Linked DNA regions of Mus musculus: region 2 is linked to region 1. A link is a contact called in public HiChIP or PLAC-seq data. All regions are on one chromosome and are shown on one strand. Each heading gives the region's core, a stretch centred on a gene start, on an enhancer-like site or on the middle of the called end of the contact. The rest is flanking DNA. Distances are from core to core; before and after follow the strand shown.

Evidence for each region. HiChIP or PLAC-seq counts read pairs in DNA pulled down with a chosen protein or histone mark.
Region 2: a contact with region 1 is called in a BATF HiChIP or PLAC-seq map of CD8 T cells, with 6 read pairs. The contact joins the promoter of Sytl2 here to the enhancer-like site in region 1. A contact is called at or near these places in 1 of 484 Hi-C or Micro-C datasets (bone marrow-derived macrophages), 8 of 115 datasets of contacts at active chromatin or transcription factors (CD8 T cells, bone marrow-derived dendritic cells, effector CD8 T cells and 5 more) and 3 of 9 other capture datasets (adipose tissue, liver and pancreatic islet).

Annotation. Positions count from the first base shown.
Region 1 is chr7:90,000,473-90,006,710 of GRCm38.p6, reverse strand. No RefSeq gene overlaps it. Among named protein-coding and RNA genes, the nearest start is that of Eed, 23 kb to the right of the region's middle. Within about 2 kb of position 2,575, at least 8 of the 459 cell types and tissues checked have an H3K27ac peak or open chromatin away from gene starts, as enhancers often do. A contact at or near this core is called in CD8 T cells, effector CD8 T cells and memory CD8 T cells, where this site is marked.
Region 2 is chr7:90,299,207-90,305,444 of GRCm38.p6, reverse strand. It overlaps Sytl2 (synaptotagmin-like 2), which reads right to left and starts at 3,016. Exons shown (of 20, transcript NM_001368878.1): 1 at 2,702-3,016.

The sequences.
Region 1 (6,238 bases), core at 1,326-3,825:
AAACTCTGTCTCAACATAAAATGTAATAAGAGAGCTGGGGATATAGACTTTGATGGGAAAGCCCTTGACTAGTGTATGTAAGGCCTAAGGTTCAATTCCCAATACATTTAGAAATATACAGTATCATTAAAGAGCTCATGGGGTTAGAGAGAGGGCCCAGTGGTTAGGAGCACTTCCTATACAATCTTAATGACTAGAGTTTTGGTTCCTAGGACCCACATAATAAGTGTCCCATGAATTCCAACCCCAGCTCCAACAGAGGTAGAAACAGGAGGCTCACCATTGGCTTCCGGCCACACCAATAAAATGTGAGTCTCAAGATCAGGGAGATATCTTGTCTCCAAGAAATAGGCAGAGAGTGATAGATTAAGTCCTGCCCTCTTCTGTCCTCTGCACTCATGCACAGGCTCACATACCTCCACAAACATGTGTGCCACACACACGTGGACATACAGTCACACACACACATGCACAAATATACAAATGTTTAAAAAATGTTAATGAGTTTGATTGGTAGACTACATGAGTAACTGGGTTAAATTAACAGATGGATCATGAAGGCTCACAATGCCCTATGCCACTCAAGCTCTGATTTTTCAGATGTCCTTTACTTTGCTCATCGTTGTTGGTGATATCAGTAATCTTTCTGGTGGCTCACCTGTGACAGCCTTCCACCAGCCTCCTCTGGTCCATTGTGCCTCTGGCTCTTACCTTGGATCCTAGTTCTGGATACTTTCGCTCTTCTCTTTTCTCTCTTTGCTTTCTCTTCCTTTTCTTTGAGACAGAGTCTCACTATGTATCTTGGTTGGCCAGAAACTCACTCTGGAGACCAGGCTGGCCTTTAATTCAGAGATCCGTCTGCTTCCATTTCCCCATTGTTGGGACTGAAGGCAAGTGCCACACCCTGGCCACCAGATATCATTTATAATTGCACTGTCCTAGATATTCTCAGTCTAAGCAGACTGAAACATTGGAAACCCACAGCCTATGTACAGAACACTCAAACCTCAATGTGATTTATGTTTTTTAACTCCCAATCTGATATAACACTAGCTATGCTGTTATCTTCAAGAAATGCAATCAACTTTTGGGTTGATCCTCTTTGAAGATTCTCCTTGCTTCCTTTCTACTATGAACTTAATACTATGAGAGAATGCTACCCTCACTGTCCAAGATAGCAGCTGCAGTTGAATAATGACCATGAAAAGATTTCCTGGAAGCTTCAAATGTTGTCTTATTTGATAGATTTTTAAAAAAAGTGTGTGTGTTGGGGGGATTTTCAGATACAATAAATTTAAAGATCTTAGGTTGGGGAGAGACTCTATTACCTGGGTAGACCCTAAATGCTTCCTAAGTGTCCTCAAAAGAAAGATGCGAAGGAGATTTGGTATACTAAGAGCTACTGTGCTCTGCACGTTCCCAACCAGTTCTCCCATTAATTAGTCAATACTTCTGAAAGCTTCATTACGGGATGGTATTTATAAAAAATACCCAGAAAACATTGAAAACTGCCAAAACATTTTCCAAGATACCAAAAGGTTAAACATACCGATTTCTCTATATCCTTAGCCAAAGACACAGACGTTGAATTCGTTTGGATCATTGGAGAATGCTTAGGTGACACTGAGTCAGGAGCCAGGAGGCTGATGGAATGAAAAAAAGAGAAAGTGTCAAAGGTTGTCATCCTTGATGCACAAATAGCAAAGGCTTAAGACCTGGCAGACCTTAAGGGTTGGAGCTTTTTTAGACTGTGAGGTCAAAGTCCTGAGGAAGGATTCAGTAGCTTAAGTAAGGTAGGATAAAGGATATCTAGTGGTTGATAAGTCATGGAAACAAAGAGTGAGGAGTAATCTCTAAGACCTTGAGTTGGCCTAGGATATGTGAATTTAGGATACAGAAGGAAGGAAGAAGAAAGACATACTTCCCAGGCAGGAAGAAAGGCGTTAATACTACTTAAGTCGATATGCTTGTGCTTATTTATGGAGTATAGTGTTGTATGGTATTGTATTGTATTGTATTGTATTGTATTGTATTGTATTGTATTGTATTATAATTCAAGACACTTACCTACTTTACAATAATAAAATTGAGATAATTAGTGTATGTCCTCAAAAATCACTTCCATGTGTTAGAAACTTTCAGACTCTAATCATTTTAAGTGTATGCTCCTCCTCCCTTCCTGCCTTCTAATTTACTCCTATTCTACCATCTATTCTAAGAGACCAGTTGCTTTTTAGCTCCCACAGATGGGCTAGAGTATGCAGCACTCGAGTGTCTTTCTGTGCTTGTTAATGTGATGAAAGGCTGTGCTGCAGCTTTGTGTTAAAAACCTTGCCTGGCTGTACAAGGTCCTGAGTTAGATCCACAGAACTGAATGGTAGTGGAGGAGCAATGGTATCTATGAGGACCAGTGATGAGGATTTTGAATCAAGCTAGCCAGATCAAGCAGTCGGGGTGGTGGAGTGACAAAAAAAAAAGTATTTTTTTTTTTTGTCTTCTCATAAGGTAGGATGAATTAGAGAAATGAAAGCAATATAAGAAGCTGCTAAATTTGTGGTAAAGGTGTTGGTAATAGAGTGTCAAAACGGCCATAAAGTTATTCGTAAAGCCAAAAGCCTGTATTCTCAAACCCTTCTTCTCAAGCTGGGTATGGTGGTGGCATGCCTTTGATCCCATGAGAGGAGGCAGAGGCAGAGGCAGAGGCAGAGGCAGAGGCAGAGGCAGAGGCAGAGGCAGAGGCAGAGGCAGAGGCAGAGGCAGAGGCAGAGGCAGAGGCAGAGGCAGAGGCAGAGGCAGAGGCAGAGGCAGAGGCAGAGGCAGAGGAGGCAGAGGCAGAGGCAGAGGCAGAGGCAGAGGCAGAGGCAGAGGCAGAGGCAGAGGCAGAGGCAGAGGCAGAGGCAGAGGCAGAGGCAGAGGCAGAGGCAGATCTCTATGAGTTTCAGGCCACCAGAGGCTACATAAGAGCCTGTTTTATATAACAACAAACAAAGCAAAGCCTGTTCCTCAGGCCTTTCCTGCCTATGTATACACGGGGTTCCCTGGGTGTGGTTCTGTTACCTCTCTACAGCCCACCGCAAGACAAATCTTCCTTCTGCTTATTAGGAGGCCACCACTGTCCTGACCAAAACCCTGTAAGCAGTTAATACAGCCCTCCAGACAACAGTGATGACTCAAGCCCCTCTTTTCTGTCCAGAACTGAGTGCTTGCTTTCTGGGTATGCAAGAGGTCATATATTGCAAACTAGTCTCAGTTACAGGGGTACACAATCCTCAGTTTAGAAATAAAAGCCACAGTAACCTGTTGTTATGTTTTCTTAGGAGGTGTGAACACAGGAGAAGAAGCTATGGATGCCCCAATTTGGTTTATGTAGACTTTCTTCCAGTCTGCAATAGGTGTCCAGGTAACATGTTCTAAGGATCCAGATATTTTTATTAAGAGATTATTTCTTGTGACGTCAGGAAAACTGACTCATGGAGTAGAAAAAAATGACCACATTTATCTTACTTAAAATTAAAAGATAAATCTTATAGAATTAAATTTACTTTCAATATATCTTAACCTCGCAATCAACTGAATCAACACTCCTTTAAGTTTACCGAAAATGAGTTGGAAATTAATGTCTCCTCCAGATCCTGCCTACAGACATTTACAGTATTTTATTCATAATTGGAAACTACCAAGATGCCCTTCAGGAGAATGAATAATTAAAGTGTGCTACAGTCAGACAATAGCACATTATTACTCAATAGAAGGAAATGATTGAAAGCAGGAAATGAGTAAGAACAAAGTGTGTATGTATGTATGTATGTATGTATGTATGTACGTCCGTTGATGCCCATCATATTGTCTGCTTATTTTGTCTTTCCATTACTATAATAAATGCCCAAGAATGACTTGGGGAGAAAAAAAATGGATTTATTTAGCTTATACTTCTCTTATATTTCTGGTTGTGAGTCTAGCCTTTAACGGCTGAGCCATCTCTCCAGCCCTAACTTATCAATCATGGCTGATCACTGAGAAAAGTCAGGGCAGAAACTCAAAGCAGGGGTCTGGATACAGGAAGTGAAGCAGAGGCCACAAGGGAGTATTGATTATTGACTTGCTCTCTACTGTTTGCTCAGCCTGCTGTCTTATTCAACCACTAGTTTAGGGGTGACTCCACCCACAGTGGCCTGGGCCTTCCCACATCAATTATTAATCAAGAAAATGCCACAAACTTGCTTTCAGGCCCGTCTGATGGGGGCTTCTTAATTGAGATTCTCTCCTTCCAGATGACCTGCACTGGTGTCAAACTGACAAAACAAACAAACAAACAAACAACAAAAACCAACCAATCAACACATATGCTAACTTAAAACATTAACTAAAAGCAAGAACATGTTTTTCAAAAGTAGATGAGGCTGGATGTATTGGTGTGCAGCTATCCTGAAGCAAATGCTGGCCCAAACACAAATGCTTCCTAGTTTTTCCCTCTGCTCTGCCAGGATTCAGCAGACCTGTGGTCTTTGGGAAGGACAGTCATTGAGGATCCCGATACAAGAAGACCAGCAGACAGACCACCATGTCTGCCTGGGGGCACCTCATTTGTGACCATTCCTTCTTTAGCTCAGGATCACCCATCTGCTGACAATATCCCATGATCATTGCGCCCTCACTGCAGTTCTTTGGCTCCCTGTTTTTCTTATTTCCTTTGAAGTCTAGCTGGATTGCAGAGTTAAGTTTGTAGTTATGGATAAAAACTAAGTTAAAAAAACAAAACAAAACAAAACAAGCCAATTCGAGAGGGCCCTATGAATCCAACTGCAAAACCCTTTTGAAAGGCAAGCAGAATGAAGACAGTAAACAGATCAGTGAATGTCATTGTTGAGAGGAAAGCGGCATGGGTATATGGAGCACAGAACAAGTTCAGAGTAGTTCAACTACTGTGAATGATGCTGTGTGGGTATGCGTTACTGGAGATTTCTCAAACCTCAGAGAACACATAATTAAAAAAATAATGGATTGAAGTGTGAAAATGAAATTTTAATCCATAATAATATAGCAATATTGACTTATCAACTGTAAGAGGATAAGTCATATTGACTTATCAAGAGTAAGAGGAGTCTGGTGGCCCAAACCTGTGCCTCTTGCTGTTTAGGGGGCCAAGGCAGAAGGATCAAGAGCTCTACAGAGTGAGTTCCAGGATAGCCAGGATTATACAGAGAAACCCTGTCTCGAAAAACCAATAAATAAATAAATAAATAAATAAATAAATAAATAAATAAATAAAATAAAGACCTGGACTATGACTCAGGGGCAGGGAATGTGATCGCCAGCACCAAATCAAATAAATAAATAAAGTGTTAGTAATGGGGGAAGGTAGCACAGGGACAGGGACAAGGGAGTGTATATGTGTTCTGTACTTTTGGCTTTTTCTATAAAACTAAAGCTGTTTTAAAAATCTATTAATTAAAAAATAGACCTTCAAATTTAGACTCTGTTGATTGATAATGATACAAAATGGGCTTTCCTCCAAGACACTAGTAAGCATAAATCTGAAAATCTTACAGTGAATTCCTATGCAAAATAATAAAACAGGGGGTTGGTGAGATGGTTCAGTGGTTAAGAGCACCAACTGCTCTTCCAAAGATCCTGAGTTCAAATCCCAGCAACCACATGGTGGCTCATAACCATCTGTAATGCAATCTGATGCTCTCTTCTGGAGTGTCTGAAGACAGCTACAGTGTACTTACATATAATAAATAAATAAATAAATATTTTTCAAAAATAGTAAAACAAAAGCATATCAAAAGTGGAACAATAGTCATACATCTATTTTTTTTTGTTTGTTTGTTTATTTCTTTTCTTTTTCTTTTTTTTTTTTTTTTTTTTTGAGACAAGGTTCCTCTATGTAGCCCTGGCTGTCCTGGAACTCACTCTGTAGACCAGGCTGGCCTTGAATTCAGAAATCCACCTGCCTCTGCCTCCCAAGTGCTGGGATTAAAGGCATGCACCACTGCCCGGCACATTATCTATTTTTAAAGGAAAATGCTATGAGGTAAATGACATAAAATAAGGAAAGATATTTGCAAAAATAAGACTTTAAAATGAGCAAAGGGCCACGTAGTACTTCGTTTGGCTTGGGCACTGCACAGACCCTGTCCTAACCAGGCACTCGGACCCTGGGCTGCATGGAGAAGCTGCTCCGTGATCCAAGCCCTGAGTAAGGTTTGTCTCCTTAGCTACCTCTTGGAACCTC
Region 2 (6,238 bases), core at 1,767-4,266, 300 kb before region 1:
AAATACAGCTCTGTCAATACAAGTGGTCAGAGGGGCTTAGGAGAGGAGAGGACTGCTCTTCCACAGGACCCAGATTAGAGTCCCAGAACCTCTATGTCAGTACACAACCATCTGCAACTCCAATTCCAGGAGATGTGACGCCATCTTCTGAATTCCAAGGGCACCAGGTACCCATGTGGTACATGCAAAACACTCACATACATTAAATTAATTACAAGAGGGGAGAGAGAGGGAGAGAAGGGACAGAGAGAGAGAGAGAGAGAGAGAGAGAGAGAGAGAGAGAGAGAGAGAGAGAAAGAGAGAGAGAGCATTAAGTGTGCTCCTCTTCCAGCAGACTCTGGTTTGGCTCCCAGTACCCACATGGTGGCTCTCAACATTCTGTAATTTCAGTTCCAGTTGGTCCGACCCCTCTCCTGGCGCCTATGACCACTTCACGCATGCAGTGTACAGATATACAGGTTAGCAAAATACCCACCCATAAAATAACTTAAAAGTAAGAGGGGGCTGGAGAGATAGCTCAGTGGTTAAGAGCACTGACTGGTTTTCCAGCGGTCCTGAGTGCGATGCCCAGCAACCATATGGTCTGTACTGGGATCTGATGCCCTCTTCTGGTGTGTCTGAAGACAGCTACAGTATACTCATTAAATAAATTAAATAAATGTTAAATAAATTAATCTTTTAAAAAGTAGAGTAAGAAATCTTCTTTTAACCTTTATTTTAAAAAGGAAATAGACTATGGTAGTTGGAACTTAATACCTTGAAGGCATTCTCATGCAGAAGAAACTGAGGTTCCAAAGCCTTCTCCTCTGCCACACACTCCACTATCATGAGCTGCCTTGCCACAGGCCTAGAAGCAACAGAGGGCACTGAACGTGGGCTGAAACCACAAGCCAAACAAACCCTTGTCACTGGCTGATCGTCCTAGGTGTTTTGTCAGAGTGACAAAAATCTGACTATCATCATCATCTCCAATTTACAGATGGGAAAAGAAATTGGCTCAGGGTAGCTACTGCTGGCTTGGAGTTTAGGGGCCCAGGCTACCCCCACCCCCCACTGCTTCACTGTCCATCGGGCAGCAGACCACTGTGCACAAGGTGCTAATTCATTCATTCATTCCACAAATGTTTATTGAGTAAAGCCTGGAACGAACCTCTGGAGGGACAGAGCGATCATTCACAAGCCAACGGTCAGGTCTAACGGATCAGATTCAGACAATCAATCTTTCATTAGACCCCAAACCATTTCTAGCATAAAGCAAACAGAACTCCTGCCCCACCCAAGCAGTAACAGCTGAGTGGATCAGGCAGGCTTTCTGGAGCAGAGCTGCTGAGAGAGAGGCAATGTCAGTCACTGGTTTCCCCAGAATGATGGACATTCCTGACCATACATGCCGATAGAACCTCTGAGATGCTTTAACAGTGCCTGGCACTTAGTGGGAGCTCAATATGCTTGCTTGCTTGCTTGCTTGCTTGCTTGCTTGCTTGCTTGCTTGCTTGCTTGCCTGCCTGCCTGCTTGCTTGCTTGCTTGCTTGTTGCTTGCTTGCTTGCTTGCTTTTTACCTGCCCTGGCTTGTCTTTACCAAAGAGCACAAAATAGAAAGGTTTTAGAATTAGAAACTACGTGTGTTAGAATAGGAGGACCAATCTTTCTGAGCCTCGGCATCTCAATTATAAAAAGAAGTATAGTGTACCAACCTTGTGAGGCTTTGTGAGAATTTAGAAACACATTACATAGAGAACAGCGTCTGGTCCATAATAAATGTCTGTAAAAGAGAGATCAGCATCGCCCCTCCTCCCTCACTGAACCTCTCTTCTCCTTCCTGGACACTTTTAGTGGGTCCAAGAGTCTGATTTCAAATGTATGCCACTCCAAGAATGATGAAGGGCAGAGATGAAAGAAGTTGTTTGAGGGCCGGGTGCTAAAAAGCTCCAGTAACTGATTGAAGACCTCAGCCACTTTAAGCTAGCTTGCTTTGTCCTGGCTTCTCCATCTTGCAGACAGCAGGACCAGCATTCTAGCCAGAAAGGGTTGTCAGGAAGAGAGAAAGCTGGACAGCAATTTGGACCCCGCCGACCCTCCAGTTGTGTATCTGAACTGCCCCCTCTCCCCCACCCAGGCTTCCTCTGCACACTGCTATTAGACTGTAGGGTCAGAAAGCTGTGATTCAAAGCGTGTGTTTAGGCTCCCTCTCAACCCAGAGCCCACGTCCTGGAAGCTGCTGGTCACATACCAGCCCTTAGTAAAAAATGAGAACTTTTCAACGATGCAGGAAATGGAGCCCCTCATAGCCAAAGACGACTTATAAAGGGAGGAAAGGGGAGGAGGCACTGTGAGCGCAGAGACCCACTTCCTACCCCACTTCCTACCGCACTTCCTACGGCTGCTGGATGGGTCTTACACCCTGAAACACGCGGTTTTGCAGTTTGAAGCTGGCAAATCCCACCCATGTGACTTAACTCTATAGGATAAGAGGTCTGGTTGGGTGTAGAGGAAACTGTCCCAAAACAAATGTGTTAATTTTCAAACTAGAGTTCGCGGGGGGGGGGGGGTGCTTAGCTGGGTTCCTTCGCTGCACCTCTGCTGTTCCTCACCTGAGCACCCTGCGGGCGATTGCTCCGCAGCCAGGTCCCGCCAGTCTCCAGCCCCAGGTCTGGGGTCAAGCCTTCAAAGTACCACCCCCAATTCCGTCGCAACTGCCTACCTGGTGTCCCTAGCTTCGCGGACACACGGCGGCGAGGGCAGCAGAAGGAACTCCTAACTAAAGGAGAAACTGAGGGATGAAGCTTGTTGGTTGCCGCCCCGGTGGTTCACGTTGTAGCAGCCAGGATAGCAAGGACAACAAAAAAATCTCTCTCTACACCAACTCCTCCAGCTACTCCAAGACCCAGAGCAGGACCAGAAAGCAGTCCCAGCGACACCGCCAGTAGACAGAAAAGTCACACCCAGAGCGCGCGCCGAGTCTCCGCCGCAGCCCCGGCTGCCCGCTCTACCTCCTCCGGGCTGCCAACCTCTCTCTGCCGCCCAGCGCTCGCAGCCGGCTGCGCCACCCAGGTGTCGCCGCTGTTCGGGGCGGGCGGAGGGGAGGGCAGCGCGGGACCTTCCAGGGAGCACAGGGCTCGCCCCGCCCGCCCGCGCCTGCGGGGCCGCCTCCTGTGCTCTGGTCCCTGCGCTTGGCTTCTCTCCCTTCCAGGCCTCCTTCTCTACTTGTCAGTGAAGCAATCGAGTTTTTATCCAAAAGAACGGAAACGGCACTTTTTTTTTTTTTACGTCCCTATGCAAGAGGGTCGAGGATACCTTCCATCTGAAACGTAGGGACGGTCACCACCATGCGGGGAGAAGAGGTGCCTGTAATCTAGCAAAATGTTCTAACCCCTCCGGCCATCAGTTTCTTTCTCTCTTTCTTTCTTTCTTTCTTTCTTAATTTAAGTTTTATTGCATTATGACGAGAAAAGATACATAATTTCAATTTATCTGAATTTGTTAACACTTAAAAACATATTTTGAATAAATAGACTTACATCACATTCTTCTTTCCCTTTTGTACCCCAACTTCTCCCAGAGACGGCCCCCACTTCAAAACCTGCAATACCTTTTTTTTATCATATTCTCTTTTTTCCTTTTTTATTAAATATTTTCTTTATTTACATTTCAAATGTTATCCCCTTTCCTAGTTTCCCCTCTGAAAACTCCCTATCCTTTCTCCCCTCCCCCTGCTCCCCAAACCATCCACTCCCACTTCCTGGCCCTGGCATCCCCCTATACTGGAGCATAGAACCTTCACAGGACACCTCACACCAGTCAGGATGGCTAAGATAAAAAACTCAGGTGACAGCAGACGCTGGCAAGGATGTGGAGAAAGAGGAACACTCCTGCGTTGTTGGTGGGATTGCAAGCTGATACAACCACTCTGGAAATCAGTTTGGTGGTTCCTCAGAAAATTGAACATAGTACTACTGGAAGATCCAGCAATACCACTCCTGGGCATATACCCAGAAGATGCTCCAACTTGTAATAAGGACATATGCTCCACTATGTTCATAGCACCCTTATTTATAATAGGCAGAAACTGGAAAGAATCCAGATGTCCCTCAACAGAGTAATGGTTACAGAAATTGTGGCAAATTTACACAATGGAGTACTATGCAGCTATTAAAAACAATGAATTTATGAAATTCTTAGACAAATAGATGGATCTGGAGGATATTCATCCTAAGTGAGGGAACCCAATCACAAAAGAACTCATATAATATGCACTCACTGATAAGTGGATTTTAGCCCAGAAGCTCAGAATGCCCAAGACACAATTTGCATCCGTTTCTTTATACAGATAGCTAGGATTAAATAATGTGATACTTTAAAAGTAGCCGTGGGAGAGAGGGGCCGGGGGAGGTGGGCAGAAGGATTACCTTGAGTTTGAAGCCAGCCTCTGCTAGAGAATGAGTCACAATACAGAGAAAGGAGAGAGGCAGACAGAGACAGAGAAAGAAGAGAAGAAGCATATTAAAAGTATTTACTAATACAGAGCCAATGAGAAGCCTCAGGGTAAAACACTTTCAGCACAATCAGGAAATCCTGAGATTCCTCATTCTGCCATGGAAGGAGAAAAATCGATTTTCTCTCTCTCTCTGTCTGTCTGTCTGTCTCTCTCTCTCTCTTGTGTGTGTATGTATGCATGTATGCATGTTATGTATGTATGTATGCATGTATCTGTGTATGTATGCATGTATGTATATGTGTATGTATGTATATGTGTATGTATGTTTGTATGTGTGTACGTATGTATAATAGAATAGAGTTGTACCTGGGTAAACAGTGAATGCACTGTATAGGTCCTGGGCTTCCAGAGTGAAAAGAGGACGGGTCCCAAAGCTCTGGCCAAGGCAGGTACACCTTTAAAGGCAAAGGTATATCGTGTCCCATTTTTACGGGTCAGAAAATAGAGCTAGCCCAAGCAAACTTCTGAACTTTAAGGCCTTCTCCCCCCTCTTCACGCCCAGACTTAGTGTTGTCCGTACCACTGAGGCTGGATAGCGTCTGCCTTTGGTTCTTCAACGATTCTTCTCCCAGACTAACGAAGATGTTGGTAGGCAACAGCCTCATTCTGTCAGCAAGTCACAGCTCCACACAATCTGTGCGTGGAGTTCCCTTAACCTTTTGGAGATCTGCACTCAGGTAAAACTGGATCCTTGGCTTAGGGGCAGGAAAGAATTTCAGGACGAAGCACAGCAGAAGTTTATTAAAGGTAGAAATGCACACAAAGAGTAAAGCACACCTGACCCGTGGGCTTCTCAAAAAAGTCTGGGTTAAGCCTTAATGATTCTATAAGATGGTGGGAGCTTTTGAAATTTCACTGACAGGTTTCCAAAGGACCCTCCCCTGCTCTGTCCTTATTCTCCTTCCATTCGTCAGGTCAGGTGTGACTCTGGAAGTGCCATGGTAAAGGTTGCAATCTGGTGAAGCCAGGAGCCACTAGGGGTTTGCAAGGGGTTTCTGGAAAGAGGCCCAGAAAACTTCAGGCTCACAGTTGGAAGGAGAGAATCGCCTGAAGAGGTGCTTGACTCTCAACTGGAAATAAACTTCAACCAGCACCTAGGCTTCCATGTACCATGATTTTCCCTGTATTTCTATCTTGCCTTGGTTCCATCGTGGGCTACAAACAGACCTGGGAGCCCTTTAAAACTGTAGGTGTTTAAAGAGCATATTCTGGCTTTTTTCACAAGTTAGAAGAGTTTCATGGGTCCTGTGAGAGAGCATTTAGGTTCCAAAAGAAAGCTGACTAAACCACTCACTTTGCCTTTAAAGAGGCCACTTTAGAAATAATTTCAACTTTGGATAAGTGATTGGCTGGGTATGCAAAAGTACCACCAAAGATTGTCATCATAAATGCTTAAATACTCATGGGAACAAGGTAATTTGTTTTGCAAAAATGGACCCACAGTTGGGTCAGCTAGAAGAGATGAAAAAAAAAACTGTTGGAAATGTACTGATTCTTGTCATATTACCACAGTGACAGCAAGGCAGACATGAAACTGAAGAGATGGAAGAGTAGCCATCAACCCTTGAGAGAAGCAGGCTGTATCCTGTTGGTGATAGCTACTATGAATGATATGAATGGAGGGTGTAGCAAGACATTTTCAGTATCTCACTTCCATGGCTGATTACACCTGCCTTGGTTAGCATCTTCCTTCCCATCTCCAGCCCTGGAGGGCAGGCAGACTGCTGCTCATCTGTAGAAATG